Regions from separate parts of the Triticum aestivum genome. Here region 1 is linked to region 2. Evidence: chromatin contacts called from public Hi-C data. All regions are on one chromosome and are shown on one strand. The core of a region is the stretch at or near the end of the contact, and the rest is flanking DNA. Distances in the headings are between cores, read along the strand shown. Region 1 holds the start of LOC123169074 (probable xyloglucan endotransglucosylase/hydrolase protein 32). Region 2 has its middle 10 kb from the start of LOC123164560.

What was found. A called contact is a pair of places that touch in the nucleus more often than the background predicts.
Region 1: a contact with region 2 is called in a Hi-C map of leaf, with 5 times the contacts expected there. The contact joins the promoter of LOC123169074 here to the enhancer-like site in region 2. A contact is called at or near these places in 2 of 5 Hi-C or Micro-C datasets (both in leaf).

Annotation. Positions count from the first base shown.
Region 1 is chr7D:464,664,167-464,670,583 of IWGSC CS RefSeq v2.1, reverse strand. It overlaps LOC123169074 (probable xyloglucan endotransglucosylase/hydrolase protein 32), which reads right to left and starts at 5,071. Exons shown (of 3, transcript XM_044586922.1): 1 at 4,740-5,071; 2 at 4,156-4,256; 3 at 3,084-4,072. The coding sequence starts at 4,953. The coding sequence ends at 3,497.
Region 2 is chr7D:464,342,766-464,349,886 of IWGSC CS RefSeq v2.1, reverse strand. No RefSeq gene overlaps it. Among protein-coding and RNA genes, the nearest start is that of LOC123164560, 10 kb to the right of the region's middle. Within about 2 kb of position 1,731, at least 2 of the 8 cell types and tissues checked have an H3K27ac peak or open chromatin away from gene starts, as enhancers often do. A contact at or near this core is called in leaf, where this site is marked.

The DNA.
Region 1 (6,417 bases), core at 3,822-6,321, 320 kb before region 2:
TTTAAAAAATCGCAAACACTTTGTTTCAAACACGTGAACATTGTTTAATAATTCATTTATTTTACTCTATGAACACTTTTTACATTTCATGAACATTTATTTACATTATATAACATTATTTTTAAATGGCATATGCATTTTCTTAAGCATGTGAAGAGTTTTTTTCATTTCACATACTTTTTTTAATGGTTCAAACATATTTGTAAAGGTTTAGCATACATCATTTTAGAGTACATTTGCATTTTTTTAATGTGCAATGAATACTTATAGAAAAGCAAAAGAATTTATTTTTTATAATATATTTATTTTGTAAAAATATTTAAATAAATGAAAATGAAAAAAACGTGACGATGTCACGTGGTCCCCGGGTCCGCCCTTCATGCGAACCTCACGTTGGAGTCGCCGCGGGTGGCAAATAGCCCCCTCACCCCCAATGGGGTTCGGGGGGAAATGGAGGAGTGTGGCAGGCCAACGCAAATGGGCCAAATGCTTGCTGGGGCCCAAGTTCATTCTTCTTAAAAAATTCATGATTACAAAAGGTACCAAAATTCCAAAAATGAGAATTGTTTTTTTAATAAATCATAAAAAAGTCATTGAATTATAAAATGTTTGTGATTTATTTATTTTTAATATATTTAAAACTGTTCACGAGTTTCCATACAAATGTTCCCGAATTTGAAAAATGTTACCAAATTCCTAAAAAAATGCTCATGTATTCAAAACATGGTCTCAATTTGATAAAAAAAAGGTTCGCTAAAAAATGTTGACATGCTCAGAAATAGTTCATGAATTTGAAGAAAATCGTAAATTAAAAAAATTCATGATTTTCTAAAACATGTGTGCAAAAGATAAAAAATGTTGGCGTATTTAAAAAATTGTTCCCAAATTAAAATAAATCTTTATAAAAAAATTTCACCAATTCAAAAAATGCCCAGGTGTTTCAAAAATTGTTTTAAAATTTAATAAGATGTGTGTATATTTGTATAAATCTTTTCATGATTTCAGGAAAAATACATTCCCGAATTTGTTACATGTTCATGTTTCCAAAACATTTCACTATTTAAAAAAATGATCACAAAATTCAAAAAATTAAAGGGAATTTGAAGGAAAATAGAAAAGAAAGAAAAAAGTAAAGCAAAAGAATAAAAAAGGAAAATAAAAATAAAAGAAGTTGCTAAAATGAAAAAGGTGAAAACTCCGTATGAACAAAACAAGAAAAAAATGAGAAAAAGGAAGGAGCTTCACGGGTGGCCGAAGTTTCTGGGTTTTTCTTTTAAGTCCAAACACACTTTATTTATTACTCAGTAATTTTCATGGGTATACAAGATAGGACCGGAGGAGAGATTAGTCAAAGATGGCGACCTAACCCTAAACCAAAAGTGTGTTTAGCAAGGCTATGTGCCTCGATATTTGTGCTACGCCCTTCGAAGATGAAGGAGCGCCGATGATACTGGTGTGTTGTAGCTTCAATCTCACCGATGATACTAGCATATGATCCTCCAGTCTTCTGCTTGATGTCATTCACTACTGCTTGACAGTCCGAGGCGATCTGGTTGTGGCCTTATTTAGACTAGACATAAGCTGGTGGGCTATTAGTAACCGTCGGGCTATGTATCGCTCATACCGATTCCTGTTATGAATCGCCTACAAGGGAAGCTATTTTGCCAGCCAAACACTGTATCAGAGCATGAGTTTTTTTTTCATGTTTTCCACTGTTTGTAGAACGGTATTTCGCGGGTTTTCTTTACCTATTTCGGTTTCTGGTTTCCTGTTTTTCCTTTGTTTTTCACTCGTTTTATTCAATTTTTCTTTTTTTGGTTCAACATATATCTAATTTTCATACACATTTTACATTCTTTGTATCCGTCAGGAGCATTCTTATAAATGTTTACTATTTTTAATTCATGACTAAATTTTCCTCAAATAGATGTTTTGAGACCTACTTTTTCCCATACATGCTGTACATTTTTTGTTTACATCCAAAATATTTTCTTATATACGTTTCACATGTTTAAGTACATGGCTACCATTTTTTTCAAATACTTGTTCTGAACATTTTTTTTGAACATGCATTAAAATAATTTTTTATGATACCAAACATTATTTTTCAACTATGTTAACATTTTTATAAATTGGATAAAAAATCTAAACTAAAAATTCACAAATACTTTGTTTCAAACACATGAATATTGTTTCGAAATTTAACTTTTTTTGAATGGTACGAATATTTTTTTCATTTCACGAACATTTGTTTACATCATATAACGTTATTTTTAAATTTCATGTATATTTTTTGAAACAAGTGATGATTTTTCTAATGTCATATACTTTTTTAATGGCAAACATAGTTTTAAATGTTGAGCGAACGTCATTTGACAATACATCTACATTTTATAATGTGCGATGAATACCTATAAAAAACCAAGAAATATTTTTTTCATAATAAATGTATTTTGTAAAATATTTAATTAATGAAAACAAAAAACAGAAAAAACACGCTTGAGGAGGCCACGTGGTCCTTGGGTCGGCCCTGCTTGCGAACCTCATGTGGGAGTTGCCGCGGGTTGCAAATAGCCCCCTCCCTCCAATGGGCTAGGCAGGGCGGAGCCAGCTGGACTAGGTCGCATTGGATAATGTCGATATAGCCTGCTTGATACGGCCGGACGCGCGATTTTTTTGGAGGAGTGTAACAGGCCGATGCAGATGAGCCAACCGCTTGCTACGACTCAAATTTGGCCGCTGCTGATCTGTTTACAACCTTATTTAGACTAGGTATAAGTTGGTAGGCCATTATTTAGACTAGACATAAGTTGGTAGGTCATCACATGTGGTAGGGGTGGCCGGACCAATCGTGACGAGTGGTCAAAGGCCTGTCTGATGGCCTCGGCGGGCTTGCCGTCGACTGCATTGATTTAGTACATGACGAAGATCGTCCATAGTCATATGCCTCAAAGATATAGCCATGTTGTTGAACCTTGTTAACAAATTTTGATGTCGTTGCTCGTGCTTATGTGATTGCATATTTTCGACGAATTGACCCGCCCACGCTTACACCCACCGGCTTTGGACTCGATCAAACCATGTCTTTGAAGCAATCGTATAAATAAATCACAAATATGGAGAACATATTAGAGCAGTCTGTATTACAGTGGGCATGCACGACAGTATGTCATGAATCATGCGCCTTTGCCCCTTCGGGGCATACATACATGTGAAACGAAAAGCAGGCACCAACCAAAACGAAAGAGATGGGAAGACACGAGACCCTTTTTGGCAATATGCCAACGACCAACGCCTCAACCACCAGCCTAGCTCATGCTCAGCCACAGGCAGGCAGGCAGCAGCGGTAGGGCAGCCACACCCTTTACTCTTTGAGATCCAAACCAAAAAGAAGAAGCAAAGTGTAGGCAGGAGCTCGTAGTAGGAGCACTGTAGCAAGCAAAACACACGACGAAATTAATCAAGACACGCGCGCCACCGTTGGTTCACGGGCTCTTCAGCACTCCGGCGTGAGCGAGCGGTCCCTCCGGAAGTCCTGGCAGTAGTAGTAGACCATGTGGCGCTGCTGCGCCCACCGCATCGCCGCGTACTGCTGCCGCGTGAGCCCCGTGCCGACGGGGGACGCCCGGGCCGGGCGGCAAGAGGGCGGGGCGCCGGGCCCGCACCCGGCGACCACGAAGCGGTCGAAGCGCGCCACGAACGGCTGGTAGCGGTAGTCCGCCCTGTACCTGCCGTGGTCGGTGGCCCAATCGGAGGCGTCCCAGATGGAGCCGTACGCCCACATCGGGCGGTCGGGGAAGGTGAGCTCCGTCTTGCGCTCGTACCGCCGGATGGGCACGTCGTCCACGAAGAAGGTGATGGCGTCCGGGTTCCAGAGGATGGCGTAGTTGTGGAAGCCGGCGGCGGGGTCGAACCAGAGGTGGAACCGCATCTCCCGCCCGATGATCCGCCCGTCGCCGCTGCCGCGGACGTACACGTTGGTCTGCAGCGTGTAGGGCTCGCCGGGGATGGTGCCCAGGAACTCCATGTCGATCTCGTCGTGGAACCCCGGGTGTGCCTCGTTGTTGGACAGCTGTGCGCGCGTATCAATTAACCTGTTACTACTGGTACTAACTAACGCTGCGTTATTTAGAGAATATTTGTAGCAGTGCTTACGTAGAAGGCGGTGTTGGTGCCGGCGGTGTAGCCGGCGGGGAGCTTGATGCGGGTGGCGAAGTAGCCGTTCCTGTACGCATGCTTCGACTTGAACCCGCTCCCTGCATAGATCAGATGTGAGGTGAGGGAATGTGCACCAACATAATCAAGTCCACGGATTAGCATGAGAGTTACCGCATGGGACATGTGGTTAGCAAAATCAAAATTCATATAGATTAGCATGAGAGTTAACAACAGTAATCTATCACTGCTGCCACGTACGTGGGCCCGAACCGCACTGTGTCTATCGCTGCGCGATGCACAGGCCGGGGGCTCCCCCAGTACCAAAAAGAAAAACGCACTGTGTCTGTGTTTCAGATTCGACATAAGTGACACCGACGATTCAACATGGCGCTAGTGATGTCTCTTTCGCTACAACACAAGCCTGAATAGTGAATTCACGTAGTACGTGCGTCGGTGACACTGTTGACAAAAAACAAGAGCCAAGTATATAGGAGTACATGCATATGCATGCACCTAAACTAGAATTAAAAAACAATTCGCAGTCTTTCCAGAGATGCGCAAAGAAAAAAAAATGCACATACCGCAGGTCTTGTCGAGCCAGATGGTGATGGCTGAATGGTCGCCGGAGAGCGTCTGGTGCTGCGGGCCCCACTTGTTGCGGTACCCGCGGTTGAACGCCACTGGCCGGAACCTCGAGCTCGGGTAGTAGCCGGGAGAAGGCTGCGCGTCGGATGAGGCCACCGCCATTGCCAGGAGCAGCAGCGCCATGGCCGGGAGCATGGAGAGGCTGGCCATTGTTGCTCCGCCAAGCAAGCTAGCTAGGACTAGGAGCTAGACTAAATGCTCCCTCCCAATGAGAGGAGATCGAGTGTACACTTGGTAGCCAAGCGAGCTGCTTTGGTGAGAGTGTATGTCCGTGTGGAGACAATATATAGGAGGGCGACAGAGAAAGCAAGTGACCAGATTGGCCCACTCACGCAAGAGGGAGTTGGGTAGTGATGAGGCAGTGTGAGTAAATGATAAATGCGAATGCAGGTCGATCCATGGAAGGTGAATGTACCCACCACGTCTTCTCACCTTAATTTCACCTGACCTGCTGGCGAAGGACGCTGCATTTGGCAAGTGCCAGTACCTAGAGCCAAAGTGCTTTCTAAGGGCAACTCCAACGCCGTGGATCAAAACGCGTAAAAGTCGGAACAACGTGGTTCAAACACTTTTTGTCATGCAATGTCGATCATCGAATGTCCACGGCTTGGTCTAGACCTCCGAATTCCAAAGTTGAGGAGGACTGTGAGCATCCGGACATCACTCATATAGGTGTCCAACACCCTAGACCCAGCCAAACGGAGCCGGAACCCGCACATTCGGACAACTCGAACACCGTCTTCGCGTGAAAGCCTGCCCTTTTCTCACTCTCCTGGCACCGATCGCCGCCGCCCACCGCCCAGTTCTCACCAGTTTCACCGCCCATCAACGCGTTGGAGCCGATCGAGATGTTAGTCATCACGGCAAAGTCAGAAGACCTATTGGTGATGACCACCCGCAAGGCCAACACGGCGTCACACCACGCCCGCTGCCATAAACAGAAGAAGAGGAAGGAAACTTTGGCGGCGGCCAGTCACCTAGTACCTCCTCCGCTGAAGCGTGTGGCCCGACGGGTCACTGTCATGCAAACATCGACCGCGCAATCGCCGCTGCCTTGGTCGACGTAGCTGTATCCGTCATACTACTACACCACCCAGCATCCCGGTCCACAACTACAGTCCGCATCCACCGTCATCGTCTGCCATCAAGTGTCGTTCATCGTCGACCTCAACGGGGAGTACACCTTCACGGAGCCTCAGTAGTAGTCGTCAGCGCTTGTCCATTTGCGGATGATGGTTGTGCCTCCCTTTCCACTCGATGCGCATTCTCTATTTGCCGGCATCTCTCTGTTGGGGAACGTAGCATGCAATTTCTGAAAATTCCTACGATCACGCAAGATCTATCTAGGAGATGCATAGCAACGAGAGGGGGAGAGTGTGTCCACGTACCCTCGTAGACCGAAACGGAAGTGTTAGCTTAACGCGGTTGATGTAGTCGAACGTCTTCGCGATCCAACCGATCAAGCACCGAACGTACGGCACCTCCGAGTTCTGCACACGTTCAGCTCGATGATGTCCCTCAAATTCTTGATCCAGCAATGTGTCAAGGAAGAGTTTCGTCAGCACGACGGTGTGGTGATGGTGATGTGATCTACGCAGGGCTTCGCCTAAGCAC
Region 2 (7,121 bases), core at 482-2,981:
TTGTTGATTCACAGCTTGGATCTTGAGAGCTTAGCAACTAGGAAGAATTCCTTGAGATCACCTCCATCAAAGTGGTTGATCGGGACACCAAATTGCTTCCAGATGAATGCTTCAAAAGCCAAGCCAGGTTCGAACTTGAGATCGGAAAGGGCCATGGTGAGGAAGGTGTGGGTGGTCGCCGGCACCGGAGTGGCAACCGACAGGGAAGGGGTGGCCACCGTGGTCGGGGTGGCGCACGATGCTAGGAGGAGAGGAAGTCGAATTTTCATAAGGTCTCGATCCGCTAAATTGCTATTGATCCTCATATGCATGTCAAACGAAGGAGGCTGGACCGGGATGGGCAATTGGTGCACCCTGTTGGATGGTCGGCTCCCAACCACTGTCGCAGACACATCCGGATGTGTCCACGGCCGTCTGGTGTGTTTGACTTAATGAACCGCGTTGACCCTAAGCTTGCTTGTACAGTACCGCTACCAGTAGAAGTTAGAGTGACAAGTGATGGACGATGTTTACTAAAAGTAGTACGTACGGTACGTATGTAGTGTTGTTGTACCACCAGGGACCGGATATGTTCATATATTGTTCGTGCTTCCTTTTTTTTTGAGTAAAGGTGCATGAGATAACATCTGTTAGTTTCGACTTCGAAACGCGCGGTGAGCTCATGCTACGCATTCTGATGTGTTTTGCATCACCACTCCACTTGTGAAAGGAATAGTCAAACAGAGGCAGCACTGCTAGCTGCAATAATTGAAAATTAGGGTTTTGGAGTGGTAATTCTTAGCTCATCAATCATCACGCGTACAGGCCAGGGAATAGCTAGTGTCGGCGTCATTGGAAGGACTAGCTTTTGGAGAATGTGTGTGTGGCCTCAAAGCACATGCATACCATGTTAGGGCTACGCCTACGCTTGTCGCTGTCGGGTTGGGTACGTGGATTAGTCGTCACTAGCTAATTGCCTGAATCCCGGCAAAACGAGTCAAAGCAGAGCACATCACACATATACATATTGGCAAAAAAAGAAGTTGTTTTATAGCCCATTAAGGGATTAATCCTCTAACAAAATATGATCCAGGTTAGTTCAAAGGACCTAGTATTTTTTTCTGTGGATCGAAGGAGGGTCAATTCCCTCATGAAAACACTCTGGCAGTGCCGGCCGGCACACTACATAATTAGGCAGTACCTTTACTTTGTCCAGGGAATCTCACGTACGCGTTGCTTATGGTCGACGTCAGCAAGTTGCAACAACCACCTCGCACTTGGGGGTCGTATGTACGGCGGGGCAGCCATGCACACCCATTTCGCAATGAATACCCAATGTAGGTATGTGTTGCACGCGAGGATACGCAAGACATCCCACATGCACCCGCGCGTCGGTGCATGCGTAACGTGGCCTATTGGAGCAGAGCAATACCGCACAAGATCAACAGAGTCCAACTGGAAAGTTGATCAAGATAGCCACAAGAATACTACTCCCTCCGTTCCTAAATATAAGTCTTTGTAGAGATTTCACTATGAAGTAGATACGGATGTATCTAGATGCATTTTAGAGTATAGATTCACTCATTTTGTTCTGTATGTGGTCCATAGTGGAATCTCTTCAAAGACTTATATTTAGGAACGGAGGGAGTATTAGTTAATTATGTGGTAGTGCTCTTACGTACGTACAGTATATGGGTGCATAGAAGTTATGTAGTACATCTAACAAACTGGGGCCCCGCCACTTGAATTAAACAAATGTTGCATAGTGAGTCTGACCTTTAGCACAGTATGTGTATGTATGGACATGGACTGTATGCACGAGGGCTGAGGCCAAGTCCAACATTTCCGCCAAATACTGATCAACAGTCTTTCCTCCTTCCCCAGGGCCTCGTGGGCAACACATGCACAATTTGGCCTGGCCTCAGCTCATATGGCCCCTTTGAAAGTCCAGAAAGAAACCATACACACACAGCATATGCTTGCCCTGTAGAATAAGAGTCTCAGAGCAGGAAAAGTGTGCTTTCCGTGGGCTTGCTTGAGCACTTGTTCAGTGGCTTGTTTGCCGAGATAATTGCCCTAAATCGAGCCTCTTGTGATCACATGTAAGCTTTCCGTGCGTGCGTGCATGCATGTGAGGTGTTTTGGTTTTACGACCATCGAAATGGGTCGCTTTCATACTGTCGGTTGACGCCTGCCCGCTCTGATTATTCGGAGCATGTAATGATTGTTAACTCGTTGTGTGCATCGGCTTCCACAGGGAACCCGGCATGTTATCTGAACTCGGAATTGCGACTCCCCTGCCATTTACACACACACCGACGTCGACCCCCGCCGGTGGAGCATGCATGTTCGGGCCTCCACGTAGAGCGGACCGTATCTTTCAACAGTGCAATTATTAACGCAGAATTGGGGATGGTATCGTTTTGTGTAGTAGTATACTCGACCGACCACAATGGACGTAATCAGGAGCCTGTCGCAAATGCACTATTAAATGATGATTGGTCGACTGAGCTCTTGGTGGGCTCTGCGCGAGTGCTGATCTTTCATCGCCATTCAGTGAATTTTCAGACGCTCAGCCTGAGTGGGGAACCTCCCCGGTTCCATTTTTGCACTAAATTACTGAAAAAGGATTTCCCCGCTTTATATTATAAAGCAAACATCATTACATACATGCTAGCGAGCCGAACAAACACATGCCACCACGGCACACAACGAACACACTCAAGGCTAGATACAAAAGTGCCGAGCACCATCACACCACTCGAACACAACCAAGCACACAAAATATGAGCTATGAAGAACCACTTGGAGCCACCAAGGGGGTGAGATGGACCATGACGAAGCAAGAACTCCAAGACGGTGCCTCCCAGAAAGGTACGATCACGGATAGCCGCCACCGTCCGATCCGCAGACCAAGTTTTCACCCGGAGCGACGCAGGGGATGGGAGCACCACGACAGAGCCTTCAAGAAGGATACGACGTCCACGGACGCCGTCACCGATGGCCAAAAAAGGACTGGGCAAGTGATGAACCCCGGTGCTCGCACCCCGCTGACACACTCCTGCTCCGCCAACCACCCGCAGCCACATCCCCCGCGAAACCATGGCTGCCAGCCCGCACCTGAGAGGCTGAGACGCAGGTTCCGCCCCTGAATGACACGTCTCCCGCCGCTAGGGCCGCCGCCCAACATCCAGACACCCCCAAGACCATTCAAAGAGACCAACTTTGCACCAAAGGGACACCATTGACCGACGAACCGCAGCATACATCCTGCCTTGAACATCGCCGAAGCTGCGACAGCCAACACGCGGCCAGGGATAGGGGGAGGTGGGGGAGCGGACGCATCCGGACCGGCACACCCCTGTGCCAGTGACGGGGGCCCGAGCATGTCGGCGCCACCCATCCCTCTAGCCAGCCTCCCCACCGGACACACCATTGTGCCGCCCCACCTTGGCGGAAAACGCAGCACCGCGCAAGGCCACCGACGCAGACCCGACTACCGGCAAGGGGGGCCCCAAGTACAACCTCCGAACGCCAAGAATACTCACCGGGGAGCCCATCTACCCTGCCGTCGTCGTCCAGCCGGCGGGACGACTGGATCCCGACCAGCATGCCCACTAGCCAGCGCCGCTGCGCCTCCACCACCACCAGCCAAGGCCACGGTAGGGGCGGACGCCCGCAGCCCAAGCCGTCTGCGGCCCTCACCGTCTAGGCCCAGATCTGGCCGAGCCGCCGTCGGAGCCCGCCGCGCACCACCTCCGTTGCAGCCCCTTCACGCCGCCGCCCACAACTCGCGTCACCGCCGCCGGCTGCTGCCGCCACGCCGCCGCCCCCCGAGAAAACGCCGCGCCGCCGTCCGACCCGGAAGCCCGCGCTTGCCGGACCGAGAGGGGGAAGGAGAGGGCCACGCCGCCGCCAGCACTGGCCGGGCTTTGCCCGCCAGTACGTCAAGGCGGCGGCTAGGGGAGGGAGGCTCGAGGAAGGGGGGCTGGAGGCGGCACCCCGGGCGCTCGTGGGAGCGCCGCGGGAGGAAGGGGGAAGCCGTCGGGCCTGTTGGTGATGTTGAGAAGAGGTAATAATTTGCACTAAATTAAATCCTTGCATTTGTTCCAACAGCACAGTTCAACAGAAAGAAAGAGACACAAGCGCACCGGCAGGCCTGAAACACGATCGAGATAATGAGGGCACGTCCTCTCTCGCCCGCCCACTTCAGCATCGCGGAGGTTGTATTCGCCTCTTTGCGCTGTCCCACTAGCGCAAGGCCGCATGCAGAAGTCTGGGAGTGAAGGCTAGGGTTACAGGAACCACACATCTACGGAATTGTGCCAAAAACCACTAATTTTTTGTCTATTTTTTTGCAAAAAACACTAGTTGACTGCTTTAGCCCATTTAATGATGATTATGACAGGTGGAGCCCACTTTTGTTGACGTGGCGTAACGGTTCGAGATGAACGTCGTTAGATGCTTTTTTTTGCCAAAACCCCCCCAAACTCTGCTCGCTGCTCAGCCGATGTATGAACTCCCCCCGCCGCCGGCGGCATGCCCTGCTAACGTCGCCGCCCCTCCCTCCCCGGCCTGCCGCTGTCTTCAAGCTAGATCCGCCGCCGTCGCCAAGCATATCAGGCGAGGGAGGCCGTCGCGAAGAGGGAGGCCAGCGCCGCCCCATGCCCGTCCCTCTCCGACGCCGCTCCACGCCGGTCCCTCTCAGGCGCCACCCCATGCTTGTCCCTCTCCGACGTCGCCCCACGCCGGTCCCTCTCCGGCGTCGCCCCATGCCCATCCCTCTCCGGCGCCGCCCGACCTGCATCACGGGAGATGGGCCGCCCCTGTCTACCGGCGCACGACCCCGGGGCCGCCCCTGTCCACCGGCGCACCACCTGGCGACGTCCATGTCCGCCTGCGGACGACCCTGGGGCCACCCCTGTCTGCCGGCGCACGACCCTCGAGCACGCCCCGCCGCACGACCCAGACGAGGTCATCAACCCCCTGCTGTTGTGGCTCATCTGCGGCGGCGACCCAGGCAGGAGCTTGCGGCGGCTTCGGCCATGGAGGCAAGCGGCGCCGCGCGCCCCCTCGCCGGCGACAAGAACCATGGCCGGCCGGGGTAATGCTGCTCTGCTCGCCTGCTCGGGGAGACAAATCAAGGAGCTGATTGCTTTTTTTGATTTTTGACTAAGGGGATCTTTGTAAAATTATAGTGTCTGTTTTGTAAGTCTAGAAAACTCCTCATCTAACGGCGTCTAACTTAACCGTTACGCCACGTCATCATTTACGTGACCCACCTGTCATAACCATGCTCAAAACGATCTAAGCCGTCAACTAGTGTTTTTTGCAAAAAATTAGACAAAAAATTAGTGGCTTTTGGCACAATTCCGTAGATGTGCGGTTTCTGCAACCCTAGCCTGAAGTGTCGATGTTTTTTGCAATTCACTCGAAGTCTGGTGTGAGAGCATGTCTAGCCCACTTCTATCCTATATCTTTTTCGAGGAAAAGCCCACTTCTATCCTGTAACTAGATGACTTGTTGGGTTTATAGCACAAAGACCAAATGCAACAAGAAAGTTAGGCGGATTATTAGAAAGAAAATTTTAACGAATCATCAAAAAGTATGATGTTAATTTATGAGATGATAGCCTACGACGTGATGTTAGTTTAATTCAGTTGAATTGGTTTTGCTTGCCGTGGGAAAGTAACAGCGTCAAATGCAACCTAGAAGTTCATTCAAAAAAAAAGGCAACCTAGAAGTTGAGCAACGTATACGAAATCAGTTTTACTAAAGCACATCTAAGTCCTATATCATTGATTTTACATCGAGATTCGTGTGGATATTTTTCTTTTTTTTCATCTTTATGCTTGATTCACTCACTTAGATGTGCAATAATTAGAGCACATCTAAATGTGCCCTAAACACATCCATATGAAATATGTTTTCATGAATTATTTATCGTACTGTGACATTGATTTATGGAATGACGATCTGCAACTGCAATGACAGCAACGGGTCAACCACACAGGCAATCACACTTCCTATTGGACCTTTAAATCAATGCACATGCATCGTACTCCCTTCGTTCCAAATTATTCGTCGTGGTTTTAGTTCAAATTTGAACTAAAACCACGACGAGTAATTTGGAATGGAGGGAGTAGAATTTTAGCCCTAGTTCTTTCGGATACAATTCGATCATACATAAAATGTGTATCCGGACCCCTACATGCCTGTGAACAAACATACAGATGACCACACAAGAAACCACATACAATCATAGGCACGGTGGTATAATAGCGTTACATAAAACAAGCACATGACCGCACAGTTATTTAGATATAGTAATCCAGGGTTCACAACCCAACGAACAACGATTTACAACTCTTTGATCATCGTTAGCGTTGGGTCATACTATGCCAGAAAGGTTGAAGATGTTTACCGTAAAACTAACCTCAACCAGGTCCTTGAAGGTGAGGAAGTGGCGGATCTGCAGCCTATGAGCTACGGCGAAGCCATCCCACCTTTTTTTTTTAGAAAAGGAGGATGACCCCCGGCCTCTGCATCTGGGCGATGCATACGGCCACTTTATTAATTATTCTCACAAGACCTTACAAAGTAATACAATAGTAAGACTAAAGCCGCCGTCTAATCATCTCCATCCAGCTGATGAAGGGGCGCAGATAGCCTGGGCCTAATACCAAACAGACATCGCAGCCAAACCTAACATCTAAGACCTGAGAACCCATCCAGGACGCCTGCCGGGCATGGGTCTCACCGGTCCGGCGTGCACTCAGATGCCGCCGCCGCCAACTGCCACCGCTCCATCTTCAGAACTGTCTTGATGCATCAACCTTGCTCGGTCTAGCTAACGTCGACGCCACCACGGCGCCAAACGGCACCTCCTCCCTGCGCGCAAACAGCTGAACACATCGCGGTCGCCACTGATACACCTCAGCGCCATGCTGCCAGGTATCACCAGCCGACACAGCTTGAAGTCCTTGGAAGATCTGTCGTGCGTAGCACCTGCCGACCAGGCATGACAAGGCGTAGCACCTGTCGGTCAGGCATGACTTGACATCACCACCGAAGCTCCGTGCAAGACGAAGCCGCTCCACCTCCTGCCTCTGACCTCCAGCGCTGCTCCGCAAACGATGCTC